Linked DNA regions of Mus musculus: all the other regions are linked to region 1. The links are chromatin contacts, called in public HiChIP or PLAC-seq and promoter capture Hi-C maps. All regions are on one chromosome and are shown on one strand. The core of a region is the stretch at or near the end of the contact, and the rest is flanking DNA. Distances in the headings are between cores, read along the strand shown.

What was found. Promoter capture Hi-C pulls out the DNA fragments that hold promoters and counts their contacts. HiChIP or PLAC-seq counts read pairs in DNA pulled down with a chosen protein or histone mark.
Region 2: a promoter capture Hi-C map of liver shows a contact between it and region 1, with 2.8 times the contacts expected there. The contact joins the enhancer-like site here to the promoter of Usp1 in region 1. A contact is called at or near these places in 2 of 39 promoter capture datasets (both in liver), 2 of 484 Hi-C or Micro-C datasets (the C10 cell line and the G1E-ER4 cell line) and 1 of 115 datasets of contacts at active chromatin or transcription factors (astrocytes).
Region 3: an H3K4me3 HiChIP or PLAC-seq map of embryonic limb bud shows a contact between it and region 1, with 4 times the contacts expected there. The contact joins the enhancer-like site here to the promoter of Usp1 in region 1. A contact is called at or near these places in 1 of 39 promoter capture datasets (hippocampal neurons) and 2 of 115 datasets of contacts at active chromatin or transcription factors (astrocytes and embryonic limb bud).
Region 4: a promoter capture Hi-C map of hippocampal neurons shows a contact between it and region 1, with 5 times the contacts expected there. The contact joins the promoter of E130114P18Rik here to the promoter of Usp1 in region 1. A contact is called at or near these places in 9 of 39 promoter capture datasets (the 3T3-L1 cell line, 3T3-L1-derived adipocytes, cranial neural crest and 5 more) and 1 of 115 datasets of contacts at active chromatin or transcription factors (astrocytes).

What each region holds. Positions count from the first base shown.
Region 1 is chr4:98,921,398-98,925,096 of GRCm38.p6, forward strand. Usp1 (ubiquitin specific peptidase 1) reads left to right here and starts at 2,413. Exons shown (of 9, transcript NM_001301414.1): 1 at 2,413-2,846.
Region 2 is chr4:99,940,275-99,943,535 of GRCm38.p6, forward strand. All of the region lies in intron 1 of Pgm1 (phosphoglucomutase 1), which reads left to right. Among named protein-coding and RNA genes, the nearest start is that of BC062258, 12 kb to the left of the region's middle. Within about 2 kb of position 1,912, at least 57 of the 459 cell types and tissues checked have an H3K27ac peak or open chromatin away from gene starts, as enhancers often do. A contact at or near this core is called in the G1E-ER4 cell line and liver, where this site is marked.
Region 3 is chr4:97,655,426-97,659,042 of GRCm38.p6, forward strand. It overlaps a transcript of Nfia not described here. Among named protein-coding and RNA genes, the nearest start is that of E130114P18Rik, 73 kb to the left of the region's middle. Within about 2 kb of position 2,341, at least 48 of the 459 cell types and tissues checked have an H3K27ac peak or open chromatin away from gene starts, as enhancers often do. A contact at or near this core is called in embryonic limb bud, where this site is marked.
Region 4 is chr4:97,582,809-97,585,969 of GRCm38.p6, forward strand. It overlaps E130114P18Rik (RIKEN cDNA E130114P18 gene), which reads right to left and starts at 1,783. Exons shown (of 3, transcript NR_015513.2): 1 at 1,740-1,783. It also overlaps a transcript of Nfia not described here.

The DNA.
Region 1 (3,699 bases), core at 1,163-3,662:
ACCACAAGTTATGGTATAAGCACTGCTACCTACTAGTTCCAATGTACTATTCAATGCTACTCAGCGAATTTAATAAGAGCTTTAACAGGACAGAAGGGGGAATTATGAGAAGGAACTTAGACAGGGAAGAGAGCCCCTTGGTCAGCCTCTGATGGCTGAGAATTCCAACTCATTTGCGGTAAGGCTGCCTACACAGTGATATTGGTACAAAGATATTTAATGCTAAAGTAACAGTAACCCAGGTTTAAGGCTGGAGTGTGGAGACAGAGCTGAGTAGAGCCTCATTCCTTTCTTTAGACATCGCCTAAGAATCTTAAATGAACTTTTAGTTCTGTTTTCCTAACTCTTCGTATCTCTGAGGGCTGGATAGTTACTTTACCCACCCCAACCCTGTCAGGAGCCTTCTAGAAACCATCCAATGATCTCATTTTAGGTTTCTTAGAAATCCTTTAGAAATAGAAACTTTGAAATCCTATAAATGACTTTTATTATTATAATTATTATTATTTTTAAGTTTCGATTGTCCCTTGAGTTTGTGCCCATTCTTGGACTGGTCTCTCTGGGATCCTTCCACTACAGCCATGTTTTCGTAGTTTATCTTTCCCTGCCCCTACAGTAAAGTATCTTTAAACTCCAAATCTGCTTCACAAACTGGCAAGTCTGAAAATGAGTTTCTGGAATTAAGCCACGAATCCCAGTTTGGACCGGGCGAAGGTCCCTAAAAGTTGACAGGAACTCCTCAGGCTGCCAGCTGACCCTGGAAAGTTGTGCATCCTGCTTGTTCCCACATACGCCCATTTCACTACAGTTCCTACCGTCGTACTTAGACTCCCTATTATCCAAGCATCCTGTCCTCATTTCCAACACCAAGCTTCTAAAGCTCCCGGTGCTATGGACACGTGTGATGTGCAGCTCATCTTCTCCCACAAATGGACCTCCCCTCCATGCCATTCAAAGTACACTTCCTGGAACTGTCTGCTGAAACGTCAGTCTTCATTATCCCATCGAAACGACCAAACGGTTACCTTTTTAAAAAAAATCTACCATTTACACTATTTCAAATCACCAGTTTAATTTCGGTCTTCAGTAGACTGTAGATCATGGAGTACATTCCCTTCGCTTGTTATCCCTACCATGCTGAAAATAGTTCAACAGGGCATTAAACAGGGCAACACACACGGAGGGCACTAAACAGGGCAACGCACACAGTGGGTACTAAACCGAGCAACACACACCGTGGCCATTCAACAGACCAACTCACGATGGGCATTAAACAGGGCAACGCACACAGTGGACATTTAAAAAACAACAAAAAAACCCCACTTGAACGGATTTGTACTGAGTTCTCATCAGCTGTAGTACCGCACTGTGAGATCATCTCACAAAAGACAGAGCATACAGAACCAAGCCCAAACCGGGTGAGGCTGTGCGGCTGCCTGTGGGTCATTCGGTACCGGCTCGCGCCAGAACCCGTTGAAGCTCCAGCCGCGAGACCAGCCTGAGAACTAAAACCCTTGTGCAGCCTGCGAGAGGGGAGAAGGACCCGAGGCTCCAAGGCGTTCGGCTGTGCACTGTCTAGCTAAGGCAGTGCTCATTCTTAACGCACAACTTGAGATAGGGTGGACCGCGGCTTCCTCGGTAAACTGGACGCCCAGCGGGCGCCGAGCAGCTAGCAAAGCGCATCAGCCATTTTCCGAGCGTCTTTGGTAACCCTTCCGGAGAGGGCACGCCAGGAGGGGGAAGAAAAAAAAAAAAAAAGAAAGAAAGAGGCGGGCCTGCACCGGGGCCTCGGCCCAGAAGCCACACCCTCCGGGCTCGCCACCTCCCCATGCTAACAAAACGGAAAGCGGAACCCTAACCTCGGCAGAGAAAGCGCGCACTGGAGCGCCAATGAGCTTGCAAAGAGCCGCTCCAGGGCGCCGTATGCTCTCCCGGGATTGGCTGGGCCTCGTTCCTTGTACTTTTTTTATTGGTCAGACTGTCTTCTCTGCCGGCTAATTGTTTTATTCGTATAGGTACTTTTTGATTGGCTCTTCCTGGTGGGGCGGAGGAATGAGGTTTTGGAAATTGTTCAGCCTGGATTGGCGCATTTGAGCACCTGAGGAAGGGGCTTGTCCCAGTCACTCCCTGTCCCATCTCCCGACCCGTAAGCTCCCTCCCCTTCAACTCGCGAGTGCTAATGTTTAAAAAGAATTAAAAAAAAAAAAAAAAAAAAAAAAAAAGAGGGCGTGAGCGAGCGAGTGAGCCTCCTGCGCGCCAGCCCGGCCTCCTGCGCAGCGCGCGCCTCTGCGAGGACCCGCGCGAGCTGCCCGTGCCGCTGCCTGCGCTGTTTAAACTGCAGAACCCGTTAGGCCCCGGGAGGAACTACCGTTCCAGCTGGTTCCGGAGCCGAGCGTGCCGGGGGCGAGGGGCGGTCGCGCGGCGGCTCGCGCCTTTCGCGCCTCTGCAACGTGGAGAGGAGAACCGGCACTTTCCGTGGACGCCACCTCCAGCCGCGACGCTGGCGCGGGCGGGGGTTCACTCGCGGGGGTCCTGAGACTGAGGAAAACGCGCCAAGTTCCCCCTCGGCGGCCGTGCGGGGACCCTGCGGCTCGGGAGCGCCGCCACCGCTGTGCGCCCGTAGCCTTCCCGGCCGGGCTGCGCCGGGGATGTAGTGGTGCCGCGGCGGGCAGGACCGAGCGGCGGCCCGGCTCCCGCTCCGCGGACGAATGGTCACTCCCCCGCGGGAGGCGCCCACCAGCGATCCCTCTCCCGGGACGGCGGCCGGGCTCACCTGTCGCGCCCGCACTCTGCCCGGCTGGTCTCCCCGGCGGCGGCGCCGCGGACTCGCGAAGGGCCATGACCGGGTAAGGAGCGCCCGGGGTTCAGGGCCCGGGGCTGCGCGGCAGGTGCTGACGGTGGGGAGGGCCCCTTAGGCTCGGGCTGCGCTGCGAGGGACTGCCGGCGGGCGCGGCGACCCCCGGGGTGGCACACCCAGGACCCAAGTGCCCCTCTGCCCACGCCTTTCGTAATGGGAGAGGCTGGCCGGGAGAAGAGATGTTTGTGATCGCAGTGTCCTGGGTCGGGGCTTGCGAAATTTTACCGCGCATTTTCTTGACTTACAGTTTCTCCAGAAGTGTGTACGGCGCCACGTGTCTTAACCCTGCGCCCAAGAGTTTGTTTTTATTGTTTCACGTTTTTCTTGAAAGAAGAGTTGAATCCTATCATTGTACACAGATTTGAAAAGTAGTGGGACTGAGGATTCACGGTGTCATTTGGTCAAGAAGACTTAGGGCTAAGTTCATTGTGCGAAGCTTGGGTTATAGTTCTGGAGAGGCTTTTTTGACTGAAAGCTCTGAGAAGGGACGTGGAGAACATAAGATTGGGCACCCGGGAAAGTGTCGCGCTCTTGGTGACCATCAGTGCTGGCTGGCTGTTTAGAGGGTCCCAGATTGGGTGGCTGGCCGAGATGACGGCCGCTGTTTGAGCTGGCTGATGACTTTTCTCTCACTGGCTCCCAGGAAGACACCTTTCCGGAGTCATTAGTGCTTGGGGGAAGTCTGACAGTTTTGCGAAGGCTGGTTTATCATTCCTAACAGGTCATTTCATCAAGAACATTTAAGGGGCCAAGAGACAAAAATTTAAGTTGCAGATAAGATGGGAAATTTTGCCAGTTGTCCAGTTTTTCCTGAGTTGGTTCCCAGAAATGGTTTCCCTGCA
Region 2 (3,261 bases), core at 662-3,161, 1.0 Mb after region 1:
TGCTGGCGCAGAGCCAGAAGCGAGTGACCGTGTGCACCCTCCTCACACTATAGAGAGGATCTTAGACGACAGCTCATGCTGAGGGGAACCCCACAGTCCCACTTTCCTGTGTCATGCCACAGAGCCAATACTGTTTACTTAGCCAACCTCATCTACCACAGGGACCACTCTGGTGAACGCATGCTTTCCGTGGCCATTTTGCAACTGTGTAACATCGGGAAAGTTTGTTTCCCCGCACAGCAAACAAACCGCTAAATACCAAGACCTCTCCTAGGAAGATAGTCCCATCAGCTCAAAGTCACAGAAGCCCAAGTCTATGACAGTGCCCACCTGATCCACGGTAGTAAAGAATTAAGGATATGGAGTTGGGATGGCATTACTGAGTGAGGACAGGGAAAGGCCTTTTGACTTAGTAGTAATAAAACTGTTATATTCCAGGGTCTTCATGGGGCCTTTGAAAAATGTATTCTGTGGCTCAAATTAAGGAAGATCTTAAATGAAGCAGAGGGGAAGTACGTGTGGACTACTCAGATGCATTGGGGGGAAAGACTGCGGCTGGCGCGAAGGTTGAGCATCTTCCGTAGGTGGGGCCACATATTCTGCTCCGGCTCTTTGTGATTCACCCCATGAGAAAAGTGCTTAGCACACAGCTCAGCCTTGCCAGCTTTCCCACGGAAGATCTAATAGAGAGAAGCGATGAGTGGCTTATGCGTTAGTGTGAGGATGCACCAGCCTTTGTGAAGCACTGTAGTGCCCGACGATCTACTAAACAGAGCGTTCTGATAATTCTAAGGGTTTCACAATGATTTTAAATACTGAGACCATTGGAAGACAGAGAGGAAAGGGGGACGAGGAGAGGGTCGTTTGTGTCTGCCGCCACCCACTGCATGGGTATCTCATCCTATCTCCAGCCCTATAGTGTGTCTTAGATTTGCCTGTTCAGGCAGTGGTCCCTGGTCCATGTGAGGCACAGCCATACAGCTGCTGGATCTGAGGGCTCAGCTCCATATGATACCTTAAGATGAATCTGTGGTGTGGTTCCCTGGCCTAGGCCAGTGTCGTCCTCCAGATAGGAAGCACCCAGAAACACATCTAATACTGTCATCAGCCTCCTGGGACACATGGACCTGTTCATTTGATAAACAGTGACACGTTGTGTGCCAGTGACCGTGCAAGGTGTCCGGTGAAACACAGGTAAAGCTGTGTGGTCATTGGAGAGACGGGCCCATTCATGGATAGCTAAAACTGTAACGTAGGTTAGTTTCCTGTGACTGCTGAGACAAATGACCACTAGCTGAGGGCTTAAAAAACAGAAATTTCTCATCTATTTTTGGAGGCCAGAAGTCTAAAAGCAAGATGTTGGCAGCAGAATTAGTAGCCAGAGGACCCTTCTGTGACCCTTCTCACTTTGGGTAGCCCAGGGCTTCCTAGCACATGCCTAGTCACTACTTCTGACTTCACAAGGCCATATTCGTATGCCTGTCTTCTTTCCCACCCCGGATTTCTATGCTGGGGAATTCGGCTCTAGGCCTGAAGTATGCGGTTTACTGCTATGCCACGCCCTCTTTCCTCTTCTGTTGTCAGAAGGACTCTTGTCCTTAGATCTAGGGCCCACCTCGGTAATCCAGAAGGCTCTTATCTCAAGATCCTTAACTTGTAAAGTCATTTTATCAAGCAAGGTCACCATCCAGCACAGGCTCTGAGTGAAGAGTGGGGGGTGGGAGAGACCACCATTTAATCTACTACAATTAGCATGTGATGGGAACCCAGAGACACCCCCCTACCTCCCCACATACACACACTTCTGCTGCTGCTTTGATGGCACCAGACCAGGACTATCTGTCACATGAAGCAAGCAGCGGTCCTTCACAGTGTCCCTGTGGACTGCCTCTGACGTAATGCCAAATAGAAGACAGGCCACTGGGTGGCACCCTGCATTGCACTAAGAAGTAGCTCATAGAATGAGTTGGAATTGACTTGGGTTCACGCTGTAGTTTCAATTTCCTGTGAAATGTTATGAGCTCTGCCTGTCATCTCTCAGGCTCAGAGTCCTCTCCTGTGATCAGGGGTGAGTTCTGATCTCTAGTGAAGAGTGTCATGGGAACGGGTTGAGTTCATAGGCTTCTGAATGCTTGAGGAACTCGGGGTGCAGCCTGAGCGCCAGTTACCATGGTCGTCATTGAAACTGTACTTTTGATTCAGGCAAGCCACTCCCTGGGCTGATTCAGTCCTGTCCCAAACAGCAGAGCCCATGTGATAAAGCCTCAGGTGAGCTGAAGAGCAGCTCAACAGCCCAGACTCTGGGCTTCTTGAGGAGGAGGGGGGGATCTTTATCATAGCTACTTCCAGGTTGAAGGGGAGGCTCCCAGGGAAAGGTGAGATCCAGGGTGGGGGTGGGGGGAGCTGAGTCCTGAAGTTGTCTCTGGGAAGGGACACACATGCACTCGTGTGCACAGTAACACACACACACACACAAAACACAAATATACTAAAAAAAATTAGATTATTTCTTTCATTTCATTTTATTATAGTATGACTTCAGAGTCAGCCTAACACAAGAGTTTGGTTCCTGGATACACTGTTCATTACCGGATGTTCTGTTTAGGGTTAGTTATAAATGTCCTTATTGTGGGGGAGGAGAGATGGTGAAGCTCAAACCCAGGCGTTTGCATACTAGGCCAACACTGCAACTGAACTAGAGCCCTAGCCCCTTGAATTTCTTTTTACTTATTTTTCAAGTTAGTATGTCATAGCGTAGTTTTTAGGAGATTAAGACGATGAATAGACAGACTGCCTGGACAAGTCACACTCAGGCTTTGTCGGCTGCCTCAGTGGGTAGGTCAGGGTTCCGTGGGAAATGCACTGGATACTGCCAAGGGTCCCGCAGCAGTTCCCACCTTCCTTCCCAGCCTGGCTTCTCTTAGCAGATCTGCCAGCACCTAGCAGCACACTGCACACTGTCGACCTGTGTGTTGCAGAGCACAGGTGTTTTATCCCGCCCCCGGCTTCATGCAGGCTCTCGGGGTGGGAGAGGAGCCTATTCTGGGAAGCTAGGTTCAGACGACAAGTCTAGCAGTCTTTGGTCTGACACCTGGCTATCTCGTCTCAAAGGTGCATGCCGGGCAGTCCTGATGTAAGCAGGATTGTCCCGGAGCGTCAGGGTTTCTTTCGTACACAATGCCGCTGCCCATTAGGATTCGAGGACAGTTGTAAGAAGTGGCCAGAACAAAGAAGAGGTCCCCTTGTTCCCAGGGCCTCTCT
Region 3 (3,617 bases), core at 1,091-3,590, 1.3 Mb before region 1:
AGACACTGTCTGGGGTTTACTGGCTAGATAACTGGAGATTAATTATGTGGAAAAGCCATATGATAAAGGGGGAGATAAAAAACAAACAAACAAAACAACGTGCACCTAGGATGCAGGGAGGAGCTGAGTAAGGCAGAAATGGCCTAGAATGTAAGGTCAGGGAGTCTCAATAGTGTGTGATGGGCATGAAGGAGTCATGGAAAATTTAAGAGCAGGATTATGGGATGTGCATACCTGTTCTTTACAGAATCTTTATGGCACATGGGAAAGCAGAATGACCCAACAGGCCTCTGGAGATGGGCAGAAGATCTAGAACCAAATGAGATCAACAGAAACAAGGGAAACCACCAGGATCCACGAGGAGGGTCTGAATCAGGCAGCAGCTGCAGCCATGGAAAGAGCGTGACAAACAGCAAATGCTAAGAGATGCTTTGCCTGGTTACACACAACTCTGTCTGGACTGGCCTTGGGAAGACAGCGGGTGGTACTGCTTGCCATACTAAAACCTCGAGTATTGGAGACTGGGAAGATGATAATGGCGCTATTAGATACCGTAACTAGGAAAGAGGCTTCCGAGTAAGAGTTTAGGGTTGGTATTTGGTTTGAGCTTTGAAACTTGCAGCTCTAGCTTTGAGACTTCTTTCCAACAGCTAGTTCAAATCTGCCCATGCCAGGATGACCAAGAGGTGAATGAACTGACTCCATGAGTCAGCCACAACCCCATCCCAGAGCCCCATGTGCTCAGAGCCCCATGTGCCACCTCTGCTTAGTTTATCTGGAAAATATTATAAAATATTTAGTGCCACTGAGTTTGGGCCTGAGAATGGAGATCACAGTGCCTTGCCTAATATTCTCTGGGATTATTACTGCTAGTAACTCTTTATTGGGGAAATCAAATAGCTATAACTTTTCACTGTTGTTGGAAAAGCTTGCGGGGTGAGTCATTTACTCCCCATAGAAAAGCCCTGTCTACACAAGGCAGGTAGTAAAATTAAGTTCAAATAACTGCCTCAGAAGAGTGTTTCATTTCAGAAAGCCTTGCATTTTCTCCTTACTGGAAATGAGTGTTACAGGACATTAAAAGTCTCTATGTCCTATATGGTGTTTAATATAAACACTCCATTTTTTTCTTTAATCTATCCAAGATCAATACTAAAATCTGTAAGCAGTGAGAGGTGGTGGCAGGAGAGCTGGCATTTCCAGCACAGCATCATTAATGAAACACTTTGGACAATAGTTCTCTTCTAAACAACCCAGCAGTCAGCACTGCTGCCTCTCATTTAAAAAACCTGAAGCGTAGAGAGACCACAGGAAGTGGCCAAGGTCGGGACCAAGGATGAGTCTAGAGATCCCAATATGATCTCATGTGCATATGTGTCATATCCCATATCAACCTTCAAGACTCGCCTCAGCCTTCCCTGGGGTGGATCTGGAGGTCATTGTCAGATCTGTTCCAGGTAGACAGGAGGTAAATGATTCTTTTTACTCCAGATCAGGTACCCTCATAGCAACAGTCAGAAATGACCTCATGTGTACTGATCAACCGCAGGAGAATGTGGAACACCCATACACAATATAGAGACTCTTGAAAGTAACATAAAGAAGACTGAACTACTTGGCTCCACCTTTGAGTTGTTGGGCTTGTCATTAACGGGAATGACAAACCCTAACCTGGAAGTACAGGGTCTAGATGGAGGTGAAGGGAAGACATTTCACATAGCCAAGCACAGCCTCCTGTAATGCATCCTTGCAAATATCTCTGCAACTCCCAAGTTCCCCTTCTCCACAGCTGCTGATGTCTCTCTCCTCTCCCTGCAACCTCTATATCCCCCATCATACCCTTGCTACCTCCTCTTCATGGAGAGCAATTGGCATTCACCTCTGTCGGCATGACTGAGGGAAGTTAAAAATATTCTTTGGGATCCATTTTCTTTTAGGACTTGGGAACTGTTAAAGGAAAAAGGCTAAAAGCTCTTGGTTTTATTATTCCTATCCAGAAATAATGACATGATAGTTTAGTTTCCTGTTCTAGGTTCTTTGCACAGTTCATCTTTTATTTCAGAAAAAAACTCTTCAAGGGCAAATGATGGTCCCCATTTTACAGAGAAGAATATTGAGATTTAGAGGAATCAAGTTATTTAGAAGATCAAGTTTACTGCTTCAGAATACCCAAGTCTAACTCCAAAAGCACCAGCTGTACCATATATAGAAGAATCAGGAAGAGTAGAGCTCCACCTCCCAGCCAGCCAGTTCAAAACAGCTGCAGCTCCACGCCCCATCCCATTTCCTCCAGCCAGAGGGGAAAGGAAGCTTGTTACCTTTGAGTCTATAGACCCACTTCCTGAAGCAGCCTGGGGTGCTGAGTACACACATGGTGGGGCTTCCCCATGCCTGTAGACCTGCCTAACTGCCCGCTAGCCACATCTGGAACATATTTTAAATTACCTTTAACCACAACTGCAAAAGACTCGTGTGTGTGTGTGTGTGTGTGTGTGTGTGTGTGTGTGTATGTGTATGTGTGTGTGTGTGTGTGTGTGTGTGTGTGTGTGTGTGTGTGTGTGTGTGTGTGTGTTGTATGTGTATATAAGTTTAATATATTAAGCAAGTGACTTGGAGTATTTGCTGAAGCTCTGCATGGGAGACCTATGTCCCCACTTCCTTTACTCTCCCTAGCTCTGCACAGGAAACCTGAGCTGCTTCATGTGGAAAACTGGGTATGAGAATTGTTCTGAGGGCATACACAAACTCTCACGGCTCTTTTGGAATGTGACTCTATTTTAAGTGAGTACTGGGAAATGGTATAGGATGAGCCGAAATCAAACAATCAGCTTTAGAACCAAAGTGACCCAAAAGGGAGTCCTAGACTTGCTGGATAGATACTGCCAGGAAGATCCCAGGACAGTCATTTTCCCCGGGGCCCCATCCCATAAGAGGGTTGCTAAGGAAGAGTGAGATAGTGCAAAAGTAGATGTAAATGATCCTTTCTGACTTTTCCAAAGACAACTTCTCACTCTCTTCCTGCTCCTCTTAACACTGGGGTCATCCCCAAGTGACATCCCTTGGGATGGTAGTTTAGGATTAGCCACGTTTGAGTACTGTTCCTGCATTTATGAGCTATGAAGCAATCTCTGCTTTGTATTTATTTTCCCACATATTAGATGAGCATAGCATCACTCATTCTCAAAACCCCTTAGATAAGGAATCCTGTAGCAGGTAGACCTTCACTGAAGGAGCTCAGCTTTCTTCCAGAAGAAGAGGTAGGTGAAGCTTGGTGTTTGTCCAAAAGCAAAGGGGGGGGCAGAAATAAATCATTTCTAGAGCACATTTGTATAACAAAAGTATCTGGACTGTAGGGGCAGGGATCTTTAAGCCATCAGTCTATTATCTTGGGCCCTGAAGGGTTCCGTACTGTGTAGTGGTTTGCCCATAGTCTATACCTGGGTGGGGGGAAAAAAACTAAATAGGATGGTATTACCCAAGACTGACATCCTGGACGATTCTCCGAATCAGAACCCAGGAGGTGGTATTCCATACCAGAAGTGTCCACTGAGGAAACAGGGATGTGATAAAAATAACTATTAGCTCATGGCATGGACATGTGAGGGAATATAAAATTT
Region 4 (3,161 bases), core at 533-3,032, 1.3 Mb before region 1:
ACTTGTAGCTGCAGAACGAGTTAACTCACATGTCATGGTCAACCAGGCCAGACAACCTTTGACTTCTGGGATCTCTAAGGGTTGGGGTGAAGTGGGAGGATGGACAATAGCTCATTGTCACAGGAGACGCTTGTCCTGTGAGGAAGAGAGTCCCAGAATCATTGCTGTCCTCGTTAGGGTGGTGTCCGTTAAGGATTAATTCGTTAGCACCGCATTCCTAGTTTTCCGTAATTATTATTCTTACAGCAAGCGTGAATTCATCCAGGGAGTGAGAAAAAAAAAAAGTTTGCTTCCAGGACAATGAATGTATTATCCGTTCCTAACTGGACCGTGAACTTCAGCTCGTTTCACATAGATATCAGTTTAAGAAAAGGAGAGTGTGTGTGATGTTGTAGGGGGAGTCTGAGGACTGGGATTTCAAAACAGGGCATGGTTCACTGTACGATCTACAGAAAAAAGCACTCTCCCTTCCTGGACAAATGGTGCTATCCTTTTGGCAAGGCGTAGGAATTCGGAAGACTGAGACTTTTAAAAGTGAGCTACTGCAGGATTCTATTCGGCTGCTGCCTGGGACTCAGTATGTCCATTCCAAGGACTTGAGTAAAAGTAGTTGTGGGTATGTGTGTACTTGTCTATTTTCTCTCGTAATTTCTTACCTAGACGTCTGAAACTTTACCAGTGGCTACAGAACAGTATCACAGAGCGCTTTTGGCTAATGAGATTCGCAGTCCTCTATCTCTTACGACCCTGAGCGTATTCAAGGCATTTATTTTCCCATTAGACTTTCTGCCAGCAAGAACAAGGTTTGCTTGTATGAGATGGTCATATTGCTTCGATTCACACAGCTTGTTAAGCACTACAAATGAATTTACTGATTAGATTGGCAATTATTTTCTACGCTAAGTTGTAAGCTTGAAAAAAAGGGGGGGGGGACCTGCTCTCGGGAAAAACATTCTTTTCCCTTACTGTACTTAGGCGGTCCTAGATTTTATAGACTGTTAATGGTAAATCCTGTCATCTTTTTTATTTCTTGCAAATATCACCAAAGGCTTCTCTAGAGCAAGCGCGTTCTTTCTCTCTCTCTCTTTCCTAGTTTGGAAAACTGTAATTTCTTTTCTGTAAAGTTTACTTGGAAGTTGCTCTTCATCTAAAATTATTTTGCAGATGTTTTACCACAGGGAATATAGTGTATAAAAGTGGTGGGAACACTTAGCAATGCATTTGACTCAAGATAAACAATACAGAAAGCTCACACGCTGCTGTTTAGGCTGCATACTGAAAAGAAGTTTCTCGGGACTTCAGTGCCTCTTGATTTTTGCTTTGAATAAGGGGTGAGAAATCTACAAGCTCTTTAGAGAAGATGTAGGAAATACCACAGGAAATAAATCAAAATTTTAGTTCCCTTAAGGGCAATTGCACACCATAGAATTTTAGACCTACCAGTTACAAATAATTCTGATGTAAATTTTCCAGTTTTGGTGGCAAACTAAGGAAAAGCTTTTCTGAAGGATGAAACAACTAATGAAAAGAATACAAATTTTACATTTTATTTCTTTAGTTCTCTCTCCTTGAATAGCCCTCACTCCTTCACCCACAAGATCGCCACCTTACTAGCCCAAACAATTTTTCCAAAGTGAAAAAAAAGGAAAAGAAAACTCCTGGTTTACATCGTTCCTCTAGCAAAAGACAGTTCAAGATCTGAATTTCACATTAAAGGCAAATAAAGCTTTAAAAATTACCTCCTGTGTCATCTGGCTGCTCAGACTCCAGGCTCATAGTGGGAACCTCCGGCTTGGTCCTCCCGGCATACAAAGGCAACTCAGTGAATGCCCCCTCCGCCCATGGAGACTCGGCCTCAGCTGCCAGCTCCGGGATATGCAATTTTGCTTTTTAATGAATCGTAAACAATTTGTATGGCAAATGAGTTTGTTTGTTTTAGTTTGGGGGCATGTGCTGAGCCAGGTTGTACGAGGTCATCACCTATTCCAGGATTTAGGTGCAAATGGGTGGAGCTCTGGGTCACTTTTTAATTTTTTTTTTCTAAATAATAAGGACACACTAGGATAAAAGAAACCAGTCAATAAAAGATTAAGAATAACAAGCCCTCTCCCCCTTCCTTTTCCTCCCCTCCCCCCATAACTGCCCTGGCTTACAGTGGAGTTTTGTGCCCTTTCTAATAACTAGCTGGAAAGCATTTGCATGACGTAACCAACATTTCTTATGGGTATAAGTTTTAGCATTGTCTTTAAAAGACTACTTCCACTTTAAAAAAAAAAAACAGCTATTTTATGATGAAAAATACTGACATGGGACATCTCCAGCATCACTTCTTAAAATTAAAAGTTAACACTTTCCCGAAGGCTATTGGAGATAAGAAATTAGAAAGATAGTTTTTATATGAAAGTGGTGAAAAAAAAAAAAAAAAGAAGAAGGTGCATGGGCTACCCCAGCGTGTAATGAAAACTTTTATTCAAAGCCACCAAGTTGTAAACAACTGAGAGGTTGACAGGCAACTGGGTTCAAGCATGCACATTCTAACAGTAATTACCTTTGGCACGGCCACTTATGAGAAATCTTTTGATATCTGAGCCACTTCTCTAATGCTTTAATCATGTAAATCAAGAAATAGATATTGCGTATCAACTTCATCTCACTGTGTTGTGACATCTCTAGTTGAAACTTTCCGACAGAAAACTAAAGAGAGTACTTGCAAAATTTTTCTTCGCTCCAAATGAATCTGAAATGCCTCAAACGCATACGTATGCTCCAGAAGGGACTCTCCTCTCTTAGAACACCTCCATTCTCCCCATACAGCTTCAAAACGAAGGCAGAATAATTCTTCTCCTGGTCACACTAAGTTAGCGACAAGGGGACAGGGTTGATTATGGGAAAATTTGTCTGTGAATTTCAAAAATACACGTGTCTTTCTTCTATCATTCAAATTTAAGATTTATGATGTCTAAAGCAAAAAAAAAAAAAAAAAGTCCTGGGTGATGCTGCAACCAGCTGTTACTCAGGTCAAATTCCCAACCACTTATTTTGTGACAAATTTTTCTTTTTAGAAATTAATACATTATTTTTCAGTCAATAATTGTTGTTTAACCCAATTGTTTACAACTCAAACTTGTTTTAACAGTAACATGCTTGGGCAAGAAGGATCT